2 separate regions of the Anser cygnoides genome follow, and region 1 is linked to region 2. A link is a contact called in public Hi-C data. All regions are on one chromosome and are shown on one strand. The core of a region is the stretch at or near the end of the contact, and the rest is flanking DNA. Distances in the headings are between cores, read along the strand shown. Region 1 has its middle 36 kb from the start of BCL6. Region 2 overlaps LPP (LIM domain containing preferred translocation partner in lipoma).

What was found. A called contact is a pair of places that touch in the nucleus more often than the background predicts.
Region 1: a Hi-C map of liver shows a contact between it and region 2, with 4 times the contacts expected there. The contact joins two enhancer-like sites. A contact is called at or near these places in 2 of 7 Hi-C or Micro-C datasets (both in liver).

Annotation. Positions count from the first base shown.
Region 1 is chr9:16,303,004-16,305,841 of Taihu_goose_T2T_genome, reverse strand. It overlaps the pseudogene LOC136791464. Among named protein-coding and RNA genes, the nearest start is that of BCL6, 36 kb to the left of the region's middle. Within about 2 kb of position 1,436, at least 2 of the 3 cell types and tissues checked have open chromatin away from gene starts, as enhancers often do. A contact at or near this core is called in liver, where this site is marked.
Region 2 is chr9:16,164,342-16,167,041 of Taihu_goose_T2T_genome, reverse strand. All of the region lies in intron 2 of LPP (LIM domain containing preferred translocation partner in lipoma), which reads left to right. Among named protein-coding and RNA genes, the nearest start is that of LPP, 27 kb to the left of the region's middle. Within about 2 kb of position 1,316, at least 2 of the 3 cell types and tissues checked have open chromatin away from gene starts, as enhancers often do. A contact at or near this core is called in liver, where this site is marked.

The DNA of each region.
Region 1 (2,838 bases), core at 187-2,686, 140 kb before region 2:
TTGCCCCACGGCCTGGCAGGCATTACAACACATGTCGTGTGTGGAAACACTCCCCAGCGTTTGGGCAGATGTACTTCTTCTCATGTCTTCTGGGGCCTCGGTGACTCCTTCCTTCAGGAGACAGCGTTGTCTCCTCACACCGTCCTCCCCGATCCCTTCGTTCAGGACTTTGCAAAAGTCATAGTAAGCTTTGTTTTCCTGCTTGTTCCCAGACATCTCTTTAGAAATGTCACAAGCAGAGACATTCCCAAAGAGCTCTCAGGTATCAAGAAAGAAACGAAGTCAGTAAACAGCCTCCACCGGGCTCTGAGCAACATTGACTTCCCCGAAGAGGAAGATGAGGTTTTCCTTTGAGGCAGCTAATGGCTGTCTCTGCCTGCTGGGAGGAGGTGCAGGCTGGAGTTTCTTCTGGGTATGAGAGACACCAGTAAGATGAGTAATGCAAAAATCACCATTTGTTGAGGTTGAAGCAGTCACCTCAGTCTGAGGACAAACATCCCAGTTACATTTCTCTCTGCAGTACTGGGGAGCACTGGGATCCTCATGGTCACTGGTATGGTCAGTGGAGGCCCAGGACTGCTCCAGAGTCAGGCAGGGCCTCTGCAGTCATGATACCTGCAAGCCTAGGACCAACAGACCAAAGCCACTTGAAGACTTCCTCCAAAAACCTTTCCCAGAGCTGACCTCTCTCTGGAGTGCTGTCTGGGTGCCTCACCAGCACCACTGGGAGCTGCAGCATGGGGCAACTGGATGGTGCAGCACCCACGGGGAGGCACCCAAAACAGAGGAGAGCCTTCGGTGGGACTCACGTGCCGGCTTTGCTGCCTGCTATAGGGGCTTGCCAGAGAAGGGGGTGTTTCACCCGAGCTGTGGAGGCTTGGCAGGTAATAACTGGAGGCATGGGAACATTGATGCAACATGAGCTAGGAAGGTACATAAGGTCAGGACTTTTTAGAAGTCCTGCTTTGTTTTTTCAAGTGACTTACAGAAGATCTGCATTAGTGTGTAGATGGACACTAATGGCTTTGCAGATTTTCATGTCATTCTGGAAAGTCCTGTTTACTTTCATTTGGCTGGTGAAGCTTCTTCCAGGCACACAGGTAGGAGAAAGGAAATATTTTCATGGACTTATTTCCAAGTGGCATCGGCATGTGCCTTTACATGATTGACAGAGGAGATGCAGAACCCTGACATAGTGGGCTGCTGGTGATCAGAGATGTTCTGCTAATGCAGTAAACCATGGCTGTGATTTTTCTAGTCTTTGTGAGGGTTAAGGGGAGGTCAGTGCACATGGATGTGATAAGGACACTTGTGGTAGATGTTCTGAACAGCTGGAGAGCCTGGGCTGATGCAACTGCACAAGAGCAGGTAGTTGTGGATGCATAGTGTTCCTGCTCTGAGCCTAGGGCCATGGTAAGAAATGCACATGTTTGTGCATAAGGCCTTTATTACAATGACCTCACCCATATGTATGCATTTTAATCATGCCAGTGAATGCCGGCTGTGTTTATTTTTAATACAGCGCTTGTTTTGATGTTACAATTGTGATGGTGTGGATCTAATGTTGGTGACTCTTCATCTTAGGCCTTAAAATCCAGAGCTGAAAGTGAAAAGGCACTTTGCATTACTTTAAAATACAAAAGGGAATGTCCCTGGGCAAATTAGTCCTTCATTTCCATTCTAGACTGTAGTCAGCTGTCTGCTGCCTGGAGTCCACAGCACACAAGTAGCTCTGGAGGTCACCCGAGGTCCCTTCTCCTGCAGCCTCCCGCAGCCAGCTGATAGGTGATGGAAAGGCAAACAGACTTTCGGGGGAATGTTCGCTTATACCCTGACCTTCAGTATGACCTCAGGGGTTAAACACAGTATTTGCAAGCCCTGTATTTTATTTAACGTGCTGTTAATTCCCTCTTTCTTGCCCTGGATAGCTCCAAAAAAATCCCCAAGAGGAAAGAATATATTCTAATTCCCAGGTCTAGCAGGGCTTTCCATTAGCCATGGTGGTGGAGTACTTGTTACAGTAGCAGTTTCCACGAGCTTTTCATAGAGGAGAGGTGTTAAAAAAAAAATGAAAAAGAAAAAAGGTCACTGGAGATGTTGGCAGCCAGTCTGTGTGATGGAGCCCCAGGAAGACCAGGGATTTCTGACTTCAGCCTTGCTCTCTCCTGCATAGTGTTGCTGCTGGATCTGCAGAGATCTCACGGTTTTGTAATGCATGACGTGTGCTGGTGATAGACAGGCAAGCCAGCGAGCCGAAGGCAAGCTGCCAGCCTTCCCTTCACTTTGAATGCCCTTGGCTGTCCCGAGACTAGTTCCAAAACATTTAAATCGCTTAAGTGTGCAGTGATGTGTTTTAATTAATGCAGAAGAAGGGGGCAGTAAAATACAGGTCCCTTCAGTACTAATTTGGCCTCGCAGTTGAGGCACAGGTGCTAGAAAGCCAGCAGTGCCTGGATCTGCCTCTGCCTTACTGCAGCATGCACAGTGCTCAGCTTCCCCTGCCTCGGTGGGGCTGACAGTGCTGTCCTGCTACCAATAGGACAAGGTGTGCCATGGGGAAGGTGAGTTTAGTACACAGGCAGTCATGATACCTTCTTGGTGCTCTGTCTAGGAAACAAGCTCTGCAAAGCAGTTAGTTTATTATTAAAAAGCTGGACCTGGAGACAAAGGGCTTCCTGTGACACGCTTTGTGACAAGCTTTACGGTGGAGATTCCTCCAGAGTCCTCCATCCAAAGTGAAGCATCATACGAAGAGGTTCCTGCTCCCCTGCTCCCATCACGGGGTGGGTGGGTGGGAGGGGGGGGCACACAACCGTCACACGGTTACACAACTTGCCC
Region 2 (2,700 bases), core at 67-2,566:
AATGGCATTGGGATCGAGGGATGCTGCTGGCCTGGGGCTCCTCTTCCCTGCGGGGAGCTCTCTGCTCGTCCAGGGTGTGTTCCTCTCTGCAGAGCTGTTTGTCCTCTGATGAAGCAGAATCACATGCACGCTTCTCGCAAGGCGCTGACTGGATGAGTCAGGTTCAGGGAGCTTTTCCCTGCCCCAGGTGAGCAGCTGGAGCGGAGCAGGAGCCTGAGGCCATGCGCAGTCCTGCTTGTGCCCTGTGCCCTGCTTGCCAGGCGGCTCTGACTGCTGGGTCTCACCTTTTCTGGCGCTGAGTTAGCGTTGCTATACGCACAGCCCCATTTCACCTATTTGCCTTCAAATAGTACTCAAAAAAACAGCTTTGGGAGGTCTCCTGCCGGTGAGTCGAGGGACGAGAGGGAGCTTTGCAGCAGCAATTGTGGATGCGGGGCGATGGCTCCGGGAGCTGCCTTATTGCATCTCCCCTGGCATCCCCGGGAGGGGATGGAAATGCCCGGTGTCTCGCAGCGAGCCGGGAGCTGCCCAAGCATGGGCCAGGACCGTGCCGGCGCCGCGTGGCCCCGAGTTCAGGCTGCGCGTGGGTCGGCCACGGTGATGTGCGCGGTGCCTGGAATTCAGGCTGGAGAGGGGCAAGTCATCCCCATGCCAAAGGCAGGGAGAGAAGGGTGATTTTTTTTGACATCCTTTGGAGTTTTGATCTCCATATTTGGAAATGTTTACCCATTGCTCTGATCTATTGCAAGGGAGGGGAGGTGACTCAGGGTCTGGTGGAAGCAGGATTTGAATTCCTGTAGTAAGGTTTTTTTTGTTTTTTTTTTTGTCCTTCTTGTTTTGGAAGCTTCTTGTGGTCAGTTTTCAGTTCTCTTTTGCTCCTGGACCTTGTTCCAAATTTGATCTGCTCGAAAGGGAAGCGTATTAGCGAAGGAGCTTGCCTGGATGCTGGTAAGTGCATCATTGCTGCTTTAGCAAGCAACTTGGGATTTTCTGTTTTGTTTAGTCAGATGGATTGCATCAAAGTGTGTGCGTGGCTGCTGGTAGGGGCAGGCATGTGGATCGCCAGTCGACAGAAAAGGACCCAATGAAACTTTCTCGAGCTCAGAAATTTAGCTTAATAGATTGGTCTCCAAGGCAAAATGTTTCTTCAGGCCTAGGTACAAAGATAATTTAAGCCAGCTCCCATTCAGTCAGGCTCTTCCTTGTAGTTTCTGGCTGATGCACCAAGGCAGCAAAGCACTGCAGGGTTAAATGGGTACGGTTATATGCATGTGGTCAGCAAGTAAAGTATAGCTTAAGAAAGATTTCTGTCTCCTAAGCAAGTGTGTGTGTTAAAAAGGCTGTGTAACACATGGATATATTTATCTCCGACGTTAATATTTAACTGTTTTGTTAGGGAACTGCAGAAGTTTAACAGCTTTAACTGTATGAAGGTTCAGTGTGTGGTTTTTCCTGTTATTCTTTATTTTTCCTTAGTGTGATGGTTTTTTATCTGTCTGATACTGCAGCTGTCTGCCTCTCTTTCTCTCCCCTTTTCCTTTCTCCTTCCTGAAAGGAAACTGCAGTTCATCGAGAAAGTCAGGGGAGCGGGGGGGAACCTGGAACATGTTTTGCTTCCTGTTTTATTCATGGCAACTAAAGCCATGCCCAGGAATCTGGAGTGGAGATCCACTATCCCGCATTCCTCTTGTCATTTGGAGCATGTAACACGTATAGAGTGCTTTTAGTGCTGGCTCTGGGGGTTGCGTAGCAGCGAGTCCTGCGCCTCAGATAGAAAGCGCTGCACTTTGTCCTTTTACTTGGGAAGGGATGTTGGTGAAAAACGGTGTACAGCTCGTACCACTGGTTAGTGATGCGTGCATCTGCTTTGCTAAATGGTATTTTTAGGCTGATTCAAACTTGTTATTGTACTCTCCTTGTTTTAAACTTAGGATGTAACTTTCTAGCAGAGGTCTTGCTTGGTTTTCTTTTGCCCTTTTAAATGGGGATTAATATTCAACGTGAGGTTTGGTTTTCTTAGAGATACGGATTTGCATCAGGCCTTTTAGGTGCAAAACTGACGTGGTTATTCGGGGGAAGACAAAAATGCGTGACATAGTTTGCACAAGGATAGGATGTGAGCAGAAAAGCGTTGTACCCCAGCAGGCAGCGAAGGGACTGCAGCGGTGTGTTCCTGCAGGCAGGTCGGGTTTCGAGTTTGCAGATTTCAGTTGCATTTTAATCCACGTTGTTTCAACAAGCTGCTTGGATGAAGTGCAGCTTCGGGGCTCAGGGCCCTGCTGTGCTGGGAAAGAACCGCTGTCCTGAGGAGTTCACAGCCTGAGCAGACAGCGTAGGTGACGGCTTGGAAAACGGGGCACGGGGAGGCGCATGGAGCTGCTGCAGCATGCGAAGCCTCAGCACGGGGACTTGCTCGAGGAGCCACCTCCCTTTGCCGTGTGCGGTGGTGCAGAGCCGTGGAGGGCGGTGAGTCCGGGTCTGTGTTGCTCCTCGTGCTCTGCGCTTTGCCTCTGCGTGTGCACGCGCGGCCCCGGGCCACGCCGCCTCCTGCACCGTGCCTCGAGCAGCCCCTGCTTCAACGGTGCTTAGATGTGGCGCCTCCAGGCTTCGCCAGCCGCTTGTAGCCCAGCTTGGTCTTTGGGGACAGGGCTGGAAATGACGATGTTCTGTTCCCCTCGCAGTCTCCTCCCTTCCATGCTT